Regions from separate parts of the Mus musculus genome. Here regions 2 and 3 are each linked to region 1. The links are chromatin contacts, called in public ChIA-PET and promoter capture Hi-C maps. All regions are on one chromosome and are shown on one strand. The core of a region is the stretch at or near the end of the contact, and the rest is flanking DNA. Distances in the headings are between cores, read along the strand shown. Region 1 holds the start of Abcb1b (ATP-binding cassette, sub-family B (MDR/TAP), member 1B). Region 2 overlaps Abcb1a (ATP-binding cassette, sub-family B (MDR/TAP), member 1A). Region 3 holds the start of Crot (carnitine O-octanoyltransferase).

What was found. ChIA-PET counts read pairs in DNA pulled down with a chosen protein or histone mark. Capture Hi-C pulls out chosen DNA fragments and counts their contacts.
Region 2: a contact with region 1 is called in an RNA polymerase II ChIA-PET map of effector CD8 T cells, with 78 read pairs. The contact joins the enhancer-like site here to the promoter of Abcb1b in region 1. A contact is called at or near these places in 4 of 39 promoter capture datasets (the C10 cell line and liver), 5 of 484 Hi-C or Micro-C datasets (B cells, LSK cells, Th1 cells and 2 more), 11 of 115 datasets of contacts at active chromatin or transcription factors (the 230-238 cell line, CD8 T cells, bone marrow-derived macrophages and 5 more) and 3 of 9 other capture datasets (adipose tissue, liver and pancreatic islet).
Region 3: a contact with region 1 is called in a promoter capture Hi-C map of adipose tissue. The contact joins the promoter of Crot here to the promoter of Abcb1b in region 1. A contact is called at or near these places in 8 of 39 promoter capture datasets (the 3T3-L1 cell line, 3T3-L1-derived adipocytes, the C10 cell line and 3 more), 4 of 115 datasets of contacts at active chromatin or transcription factors (the SCID.adh cell line, effector CD8 T cells, microglia and 1 more) and 2 of 9 other capture datasets (adipose tissue and liver).

What each region holds. Positions count from the first base shown.
Region 1 is chr5:8,795,875-8,799,539 of GRCm38.p6, forward strand. It overlaps Abcb1b (ATP-binding cassette, sub-family B (MDR/TAP), member 1B), which reads left to right and starts at 2,273. Exons shown (of 28, transcript NM_011075.2): 1 at 2,273-2,415; 2 at 2,862-2,932. The coding sequence starts at 2,868. Gm5106 (predicted gene 5106) reads right to left here and starts at 2,649. Exons shown (of 3, transcript NR_152133.1): 1 at 2,070-2,649.
Region 2 is chr5:8,666,567-8,670,209 of GRCm38.p6, forward strand. The region is part of intron 5 of Abcb1a (ATP-binding cassette, sub-family B (MDR/TAP), member 1A); the gene reads left to right. Among named protein-coding and RNA genes, the nearest start is that of Gm31157, 27 kb to the right of the region's middle. Within about 2 kb of position 2,180, at least 38 of the 459 cell types and tissues checked have an H3K27ac peak or open chromatin away from gene starts, as enhancers often do. A contact at or near this core is called in CD8 T cells, Th1 cells, effector CD8 T cells and 2 more, where this site is marked.
Region 3 is chr5:8,995,467-8,998,713 of GRCm38.p6, forward strand. It overlaps Crot (carnitine O-octanoyltransferase), which reads right to left and starts at 1,680. Exons shown (of 18, transcript NM_023733.3): 1 at 1,638-1,680; 2 at 986-1,081.

The sequences.
Region 1 (3,665 bases), core at 1,023-3,522:
CCACTGTTCAAGAAATGGGTAAGAATGTTAAGACAAGTGTCTAAGAGTCAAAGACACTTAGAAGTGACACTTGACACTCTAGCATGTGTCAAGCTGACATAAAACTATCCAGCACACATGCATCCTTTAAATAAGCATTTAGGATTACTCACAGGAATGTAAAAGAAAACTGCATACGCTAAAGATGTGGCAATGAATGCAGAGGCAAGAATAAGGTGAAGGAGAAATGATTATGGTGAAGATGAAGGCTTATACACTTGCACCAGCTAGACCACACAGAGTTAAGGCTGTGAGCAGTGAACTATCCCACTACACAGACACAGCTGATTAGAAAACCAAGAAAGATCAGTGGCCTAATAGAAAAGTTAATTAATAGTCTGAAATGATACTTCAAATATATGATCAAGAAAAATAAATCAATAAAGCAAGCACAGCTTAAAGGATAGAGAGAAATCTATGGTGTTGATGTTGGTGTTGGTGTTGGTGTTGGTGTTGGTGTTGGTGTTGGTGTTGATGTTGATGTTGGTGTTGATGTGGGTTAAGTGCAGAAAGAAGAAGAAATATCTTTACCTTCTGACAAACAATGAAGTTTTCTTCTTCTGGGCATTTCTAGCCTTTTGATGTTGGGACCCAGCATTCCTATCTACAGTGTTCATGCTTTACAGAAAATGTTCACACACACAAAAAAATCTTAAACAATGTTTTAAGTAGGTTTACAATTTTTTTGTTGGGCTGCATTCAAAGCTGTCCTTAGTCATAAGGGGCATGGGTCAGGCATCTTGGAAAGGCAGCAAGTGAAGAGGCATATGTGTCACTCAGGGGATACAGAATACATGGTTCGGGCTTTCAGGACGGCTGTGCATTCTCTCCCTGTTGGTACATCACCGGAACACTGGAAGCTGGGATGGCAGGTGGCTGTACTGTTGACATTGCTGAATTAGGTGAGGGAGCTGCACTCTCTGTCATTCCTAAATCTAAACACTATCTCATAAACCTACCTTATAGCTTTGTTTTCGAGCCTTGCTCCTGTCATTACTGTTGGTAACACAAGTGACAACTCCTTAAAGTGCTATATTTAACAGTTCTGCTGAAGGAGCTCGCTCCCCACAGATTTTAAGGGTGAACTGCAAGTCCCACGCATGTTGAGATGAGAAGGGGTGCCGGGGTTAAAAGGAAGCTGAAGAGCGGAAGAACCTGCAGGCCTGGGAGCTAGTAACAGGGCTCGTAGTCAGACATGAGGTAACCACACTAACAGCCAGGGAAAAGATGGTCTGGGCCCTAGGATGACAAACTGCTCTGTCCTCACCCTGAAGCCCCCGAGGAGCAGGTAAGGCACAGATCTCCTTTCGTGGTGTGTCCTTACCTTAATAAAGCCAATTTTAAAGACCAAGTAAAATCTCCATCTTGTTCAAGAAGGAGACCCCAGCTCACCCCATAGACAATGAGTTAAATAAAAACAAAGGTGGCTACTTCTTGCTATCTGTGGAAACAGACATCTTGGTAGAAGAAACAGGAGTCTCCACCCAGGTGGTCAGTGCTTCAATGTCATTGAGACAAGGAACTCTGTCTATCTCAGGTTGACATTTCTCAGCCACTGAGTTGCCAGCAAGTTAGGTCACAGTCAGTTACAAGTAGACAGAAAAAGACCTGCTACACGCAAATATCTGCATCAGTCAGAATTCCAGAACATCTAAGAACTTGATATGCCCTGGGAAAAAACACAGATATTGATTCCAGAGTTAGAAGTTGAAAATACTATGTACTTTGAAATATCATTTCTACCTTGAAATTGTATAGGACTATCATCCAAGCCAAGACCATATATATATATATATATATATATATATATATATATATATATATATATATTTCACAGAAAAATTTCTACCAGCCTAGAAAGCAATGCTGTCAGAAAAAAAAAAAAAACTTTACAGAATAAGCAAGGTCCCTGGTTGCTTTATTAATTATATTAGATTAGCTATGTCAGGGAAAGTGTCTTTTTAAGTATGACTCATCAGAGAACCAACTGTGTACTATCCAGGTATATACACTTCTGTATGGACACTTACCTGAACACGTAAAGACAAGTCTATGTAAATGTCTGAGGGAACCAGCGCCCTTCTCAAAAAAATCAGGGTAAGCCTGGAAGTATCTCCTGTTTCGCAACCGCTCCAGCTGCCCATGCCCAATCCCACCCACCAGGCTGATTGGCTGCCGGGCCTTAGGGCGGCCGCTGGCATCTATTTTAATCCGGGGCCCGAGGAAGCCCTCTGGCTCCTTCCCGCAGTGGCTCTTGAAGCCGTAAGAGGCTGAGGCCGCTGCTTCCATCTTCTGAGGTTCCGCTCAACTCAGAGCTACTTCCAAATTCTACATCTTGGCTGACTTTGCGAAGGAAACCCGGAGGTGGCACGTGAGGTAGGCAGTTCTCGGAAGAGTGCGGTGCTCCGGATGCCTGAGTCCGGTCCGGGTGGTAGCGTCCTCTTGAGTCTGTGGGGACCAAGTGGCGACAGCCACAAGTCGCTCCAAGAGCACCCGCAGCAGCAGCCTTCAGGACGGTGTTTTCCGCGCCAGCCCTGTGCTGTGGATCTCGCTGCCCAGCTCGCAGCCGCGGGCTGGTGGAGGAGCGCGCCAGGGCGGAAGGGACCCAGCAGGGCGGGGTGGCGGGACCCAGAGCCGAGCACCCGGTCCACGCGGGTGACACAGCTTCCCGGGATTCCCCGGGGTGAGTTACCCCCAGGCCCGGCCCCAGGAGCATCAGGGCGGGGCTCCTCCTCCTCTCTTGGCTCCGTGGGGCAGTGAGCTCTGCCTAGGTTCTGGTCCCCGCGGCCACGTGTTTGGCTAATGAACTGGTTTCTCCTCAGGTGGTGATGGAGTTTGAAGAGAACCTTAAGGGAAGAGCAGACAAGAACTTCTCGAAGATGGGCAAAAAGAGGTAGCCAAATTATTTCACGTTCGTGCTTGTACATTCTGGCCAATTTGTAGCCTCCGGCACTGTTTTAAATGATTAGTGGGCGTGGGCGTTATTTCAGCCCTTGGAAGGAACTCCTCTGCTTGGAGCAGTCCTTCAGATGTGTGTGACAGATGGATGCTTCTGTGAATTCAGCCTCTACTCACATCTTTTTAGTTTTATGACCTCGGCTTTTTTGAGCGCTGTTGATCGCTCATGCCTTGAGCCTTATGCTGCTTGGGTGCTCACTGTGGCCCATTATCTTCTGATAAACACGTATACAAACACAGAATGTGGCATAACAGGTGAAACAGAACAATACAGTTATATGGTTTAAGGTTGCTTACCTATACTTAAATTAGAAAAATTGAAACTGTAATTGCTAAGAGAAAATAGTTACTCTCAATATATTTTTATCATAGTGGACTGCGTGTCGCCAGTAATTAAAAACTTACCTCAGTGGGTTCATTATATATAGAAAATTGTAAACTAAGATAATAGGAATTAGTAGCTATATTAATAGTATTCGGAAACAAGATTTCAGTATAAAGAGGGAAAGTACAAAGTGAAAGTAAACTTTACATTTAATAATGTGAAATTAGAATAAGAAACATCAGTATGATTTTTTTCAGTCACTCATTTTTAGTCCACTGAAAAGGGTAGTACAGAAAGACACTCTTGAAGTTTTCTAGTAAAGAAAGGTACACGGCATAGAACA
Region 2 (3,643 bases), core at 930-3,429, 130 kb before region 1:
CCAAAATTAGCCAATATAGGTGTCTTTCTCTTGTCCCAAAGAGTTGATATGGAAAACTGGACCCTAATGTTTATGTAAAACCTATAAACACAGATGTATATTCTGAAGGTTTTAGGGTAAATTTTAATACTATTGCAATGTTTTTTGTTTTTTAAAATACTTTCTAGGTAAGAATAAAACATGCATATTGGGGATTTCAAAGAACTCTGAGACTAATGACTTACTAGGAGAACTCAGAACTCAGGATGTTCCTATAGATTGGGTGATGTATTTAATTAGCAATAATGACATCTCAGATAAACCTCAGTGGCTATGACAACAGCTCTCTGAAAAGCTGCAGCTAAGTTTTATTATTACAAGAGGATACAAAAAAAAAGTCAGTAATGGTGAAAGTCACATGGAATGAGGTTCAGAAGAGAACAAACTCCCAGAGTTACCTGTCCAAAACACCCATTTCACCAGCAAGGAGTTGCAAGTTATGACAACAGATTCAAAATAATGCTTGTTGGTGGCCCTTCAGTGACAGGGCCAAGGTTCTCACTCTGAGCTGATCATTAAGGAACTTCCTACATAGCATGTAACAAAATTGTAGATTTATTCACTTAGCATAATTCATACTGCAAAATGGCCACATTTACCATTTACAATGATGGATCCTTCCCAGATTCACATGCTAGATACCAAATATCTAAGTGGTTTTCTCTAAACATTTCTGGGCTCTTTCTGCTCCCAAAGTTCACTTATGTTTACTAGGGAACCTTAGCTGTCTTGAGGGAATGGCTACAAAGCAAACAACTCATGCACATTTTTATACCAGTTTTCTTTTTATGTCAGGCCTCATTTTAGTTAGAAACACAAATGTAGAATAAACTTGAAATGAAGTAGGGGAAACTGGACAGGTGGAAGTAAAAGAAGAAGTGCCAAGTTGTTTGTGATTCCTTTAAAATGAGCTCCTCAAAGTTCACACACCCTGTTAGCATTTTGTGGCAGATTTAACCCTGAGCTGTCTACACTATGCACCATATTAGCCATCATCATTCTAAATGCATGGCAGCACTCAGAGTCAGGAACCAGTCCTTGGTCAGGACCTTACATGCATTGTCTGATGTTTGAAGTCCTCTTATCCTCTTATCATAGCTGGGCAGAATGCACACTAAGAAGTTATGTAATGTTCTACAATTCACAGTCACATACCTATTGTACTGGAAGGTACAACTTTTCCCTAGATACATGAGTAGACTATTTCTTTTTAAAACTGTAATCGTTTGTGATAGCATACGGTTGGTTAAAATGTAACCTCTCTGAAGCTGAAGAGTTCTTTGTTAATGCTGTTATCTTACGACCATCTGGCCATTGAAGACTTTGCCGCCTGGCTTAGTGTCTTCTTCCCACTCCTGATCTTCTTACTCACCCTGTGACTTTTATTGTTATATGAACAACCACTCCTTGACCTTTATAACAGTGATAATCTTACAAACCTACCCGAACTTGGATCTGTTCCCTCCTGTTCTTCACGGTAGAGACACCCAGTGTTAGTGAGGTGTTTGTTTCTTTAAAGTCTTACTGTATAGTCCATGCTGCCTTGAAACGAGCATATTCTTTCTAGCTTAGTAGAAGTAATGTGATTATAGTTGTGTACCACCACACCTGGCCCAGTTCTTACATCACATCATTCACTTGAACTTTGAACTTTGGTTCCCACCTCTTCTCTACACAGCTACGGTCACTCCTTTTCTTCCATTTCCCCAGTCTTTCTGAATGGAGTTTGGCCCATTGGCAAGTCTCTTAAATCTTTGCTGCCAATTAGCTTGAATGTTTTGGAATTTGGTTTCTATCCCTATCACTTACTCAGCTCTGTGGATATCTGAAAACTCTGCCTGACTTCGAAGCTGCCCTTGTCATGGCCACTGCATTGTTTCTGTGATACTACAGTGTGGTTTTCCTCCCACCTCTTTGTCTTCTGGTGTCACCTTTCCCCTTTAGGAGTTTCTCAATCCTGTATCCCCTGAATCACTGACAAAGCTGGTATTCATCTGCTTCTTTACAGATGTTTTTGAAATGTGTTTGATCCTCATGCCAAGCACTCTTTCTATCCATTCACAATGATATCCCTTACTTACTCCTCCTTGCTCAGCTTCATTTACCTATGCCCCAGTCATCCTTCTATTTTAGTAGCTGTATCAGACCAGACTGTTTTCTTTGACTCAATTATAACATCCCCACCCATACTCTGCCTTTGCCAATTATACTTACACCATGGTCCTCTTCTCCTAAGATGGCTCTGTCCATGAAGTCATGAACTCAGATGTATCAGTTTCAGTTATAGCTTCTGATTCCTTCTAAAGAAAGCTAGCTCTTTTTATTATCACTCTTTTTGACTCTGTGCATTTATTCTATAGTGTTGCTGTAGAAAATGCCATTAGGTAGATTTAAGAAGAAAATGCCACGAGATAGATTTAAGACAACACAAATTTATGCTCTTCCAGTTCTTGGGTAAACTAAAGTCAGTGTGTCAGGAAGATTGCATTCATTCTGGAGGTTCTTGGTAAGAATCTGTTTCCTCCCCATTTTGAGCTTCTAGGGGCTCTTACATTCCCATGTCCCCTCCTTGGTATCACCATAGTCTCTGAGCACCTACCTGCCTCTTAGAAGCATCTTTATGATTACAGTGGGTTTATCTGAATGTCCCAGGGTAATCTTTCCCAGATTCCTAACATCTGCAGTCCTGTTTACCATGTCAGACAATGTAAGAAAGCACATTCACAGACAGTGTCCCAGGGCCAGACTGTGCACATGTTAGGAGTGACATTCCTTTGCCTCTCGTTCCTGGCAAGGCTTTATTTTATTCTAGCAGCCACTCCAGCTTCATACTTCCCAAGGCCAACCTGTCAGAGTCACACGAGTTCACTTCAGTCCAGTCCTTCGAGTGCTGTACTGCTTTTCTTCTCTACTTAAGGGTTCTAATGCGTTTCCTTTTTACTTAAGGGAAACTTTGGAGTAAAAACTAAGCTGTTTCTTATATGCATACCATTTATGGTATGACTCTCTTATTTATGATCTAATTACAGACATCTGCTCCCATTCTTATTATAGTGTTTGTTCTTTAATATATACCAAGCTTGTGTCTACTTAAGCATCTTTGCATGTATGCTTTCTACTTGAATGCATGACTTAGAGATCCCCACAACAAAAGCTGCATCCTTCCTGTTACTGAGGTTTCATCTCAGAAAGATGTTCCCTGACCTGCCTGTCTAAACCCACTGGCCCTATCAGTCACCTGAAGTTATATCCTGTAACTGCTTAGCCGCTTCCCCACTGCTGATGTTTCTCTTTTTCCTGAATGTGTGCTCACAAGAGTGGAGTGTTTTAATGTTTTGCTCACTGTTGTTCCTCAGGAGTCTAGAAGAGTGCTCAGAGCCTTAGTAGGTTCCTAGACACTGGGTGGATAGTGACCATATCCATTCCTATTCCCAACTGCATGCACTCTAAGCATTCTAAGGACAGGTAGCCTGTGTTACCCACCATCATTGCCAGTACTTAGAGCCAAACATGAATCTCATTAGCTCTTTAAACAAACTTAAAATGTTGAATGAGTGAATGAATTCTCTAACTCAGTGGCTCTAGTGAAGTCATATTTCTATTC
Region 3 (3,247 bases), core at 430-2,929, 200 kb after region 1:
GACTCCCTAGTGCTGGGAATATATGCCACCAACACCCACCCAGCTCTAGGCAAGTAACTTTAATTGAATCTCTTTATCTTGGCATGTATAACCATATAATTAGTCATCAGACTTTTTAATGCCATAAAAACAACTCATCCTGAAACAACTATATTATGGACTATAATGGGCAGAATTGTTATGATGACCTAACTCCTACCTACTCTTTTTAGTCCCCAGAACTTGTCATTATGATAGAACATCATTACTCCTATGGTTGCAACTGGGTTTCACCTACAAAAAAAAAAAAAAAAAAAAAAAGGCTTAAAATAGAGAGGACCTAACCTAATCATTTGAGTGCTTGAGCAGAGATACTGCCACACCTCTGTGTCTACATCTATGTCTTTAATGATCTGTGTCTACATCCATGTCCTTAACGAACTCAGAGACAAACAGGACTTGCAGGAAATGGGATTAATCCTAATGCAAGTGAACAGGGGTTAGACTCTGCCAACTCGAATGAACCTGAAAAGGGAGTCTCCCCCTAAAACTTCAGAAAGTAACTCATAACAGAAACCCTGGTCTCTCCTTTTGTGCGTCCATGCAGGGTAAGCAGCTAAGCTTGCTCGGACTTCAGATCTTCAGAAACTCAAAGTCTGTGTTCCTTTAACCGCTAAACATGTCACTGTCTGCTGTAACAGCAATAGGAAACTAATGCAAGCATGCCGGGCAAGCTGATCTCATTACACTTCCTTGTCATTTAACAGATCCCACAAAGAAGACCAGAGTACTAATTTTATGCCTGCTGCAGTGCTTAGCCCCTGCAAGGTTAAGCCGACTACAGATTCTTTAAGAGTTGTCTTAAGTTTTCAACCATATAAAACTAGTTAAACGATTCCAATAAAATTAAGAAAACGATGACAGTGGACTTTCTGAAAGCAAGGTGATGTGAACGCGAGAGAGGTGGGAAAATAGAACCAGGAAGTAAACAAATAGGGTCACATACCAGTAAACCACGAAGAAGTGCTCAGGACCTCCAGGAGCCTGCTTGAACAATTCGGAAAGGAAACCACAGGGAACCCGAACTGGCCAAGCCTGGTGACTGTGGAAAGGAAGAAATACACTCAAGTAAAGATCAGGAAAGGAGAAGAGGATAGTGACAGAAGCTGGAAATACAGAGAACGGACATCTGCTAGACATGAGATTTATATCACTACAGAGCTAGCTATGTTCCAAGCAGCCTATCAGATGGACCCAAGGGGCACAGGGAACCTTCCGGTGCCCGCGGGGAGGTTGCAGCAGAAGCAGAAAGCAATAAAGTTCAGAAACTCCTCCCACCAAAACAAGGGCAGCTTCTCACCGAGGATAAGGACAAGGGGAGAAAAACCAAGAAACATGCACACGCAAAACCAACCAATCGATCAAGCACTCTAGCACTCTAGCACTCTAGCGAGGCCGGTGCAACTGAGAGAGGACACCCCAAACCAGAAGGGCAAGATGCTCGGGGGGGGGGGGGGGCACCACGCCCGCGCCAGACGGGGCGCCTGGGCGCACAGCCCGACTGCACTCAGCTCGGCTTCCTGCTACTGCAATACCCTTCGACCCCCTCGCCATGTGGGAGGGGAAGGAGAGCGAGCAGCCGGCCCCAGAATCCTCACCTCCCGCGCCCCTCTTGTCCCTCTGCGTCGGCCTGCAGGCTCTGGGCTGTCCTGAGGCCGGACCAGAACGGAAAACCGCGAGGGTCCCGCCCTGTGCGCGTCGGGGAACGGGATTGGACGGGAAGCCGCGAGGGTCCCACCCCGCGCTGGAAGGGGTGGGCTGTCGAGGCTTGCTGGTCCCGCCCCCGCCGGGTTCTCGGGCTCTGGTGGCGTCCTAGGCTGCAGACCCCGGGAACGCAGCAGAAAGTCAGATAAGCGCCCTGCAGTCCCCGCTACAGCAGCTTCCTTCCGGATGCTGCGGGAGATTGGCCTCCGTCCAGAGATCTACCCACTCTCGGGCACAGCCCTGTGGCTGCGTAAGGAGGCCCACGGCTCAGCCTGCTTTTCGCCGAACTCTTAGGGGCTTGGCGCTGTGTTCTTTCTTCCCAGTCGCTCCCCCTTCTTTGTGCCAGCCTCCTTTGCATGGCCCAGGCAAGCATTTATACTACTTTAGATATAAATTTAAGAATTTATACTGAGACATTTTATTTTGTCTACCCTGTGTGCTGGCAAGAGAATAGCAGGCGAATGGATCCGGTTTGGCCTCGTCGCCTCTTTGAGACTTAAGATTTGGCCAACTCCCAGCCATCTAGGGCAAGCCCTTGCAGTCTCTAGCGATGGTCAAGCTTCAAGCTTTGGCCTTGCCTGAATATTTTTATCATCCAAGAAGTTGCGTTTTTAAAAAGCTAGCACGTCCTAGAGGAAGACTATGAGGTATTTTTAGTTTCACAGGTCAATGCCCTTTTTTTCATTTACCTCCTGAAATAAATTGATACAATTTTAAACTTATATACACTTTTTATTTGTACTTCTGTTTTGTTTTCGTGGAAGGAAAAATATTTTACCTGCTCCTGCATAGTTAAGTTATTCAACAGTTTAATGACTTCATTTCAAATTAGTATATTAAAAGCTGCTGTCTTTCCGAAATCCTTTTGAGTTTCCCGCAGAATTACTAATATGTTTCATGACTGCACAGCGTTGCTGGAGGTATTACATAATCAAGCTGGATAATCTCTCTAAGCTTGTCAAAGTGACTGTGTTAAAGAACTTTTCCCCCTCATAGTATGTAAGTGTTCCGTTCCGGATATTATATTATGCTTCGAAAATAGAATTCTTAGACTGACTGGATTTCTCAGAAACCTTCATTGTCTTTTTTTTTTTTTTTTTTTTTTTTTTTTAGTAAAAAAAATTTTGGCACCTCTTTAGAAGTTTACGCATATTGAATGTTTGCTGGTGGCAAAGAATTTAGGGTCACTCACCTTCACTGTTTTTGTGAGTTTGGTAATCTCACCAAACCAGGCCTTTATGCAGGGTCTTTAACACTGAGCTACATTCAAGCCCTGCTGCAAGTTTCTCTTCTTCCTGGTTTTGTTAAGCAGAAACGGTGTCTCCATGAAGATCTTGGCTTCTCATAAAAAGAAAACAACCTCGGGACTGAAAAAAATCAGTAGAACCTGGAGAATGTGAGAAAAATGACCATCTCTGTAAAACTGTAATTAAGCAGAGTCCTGAAAATGTTTTCTACCAAATGTATAATAGATATTTTAATGTCAAATTTAAAATCGGTAGCA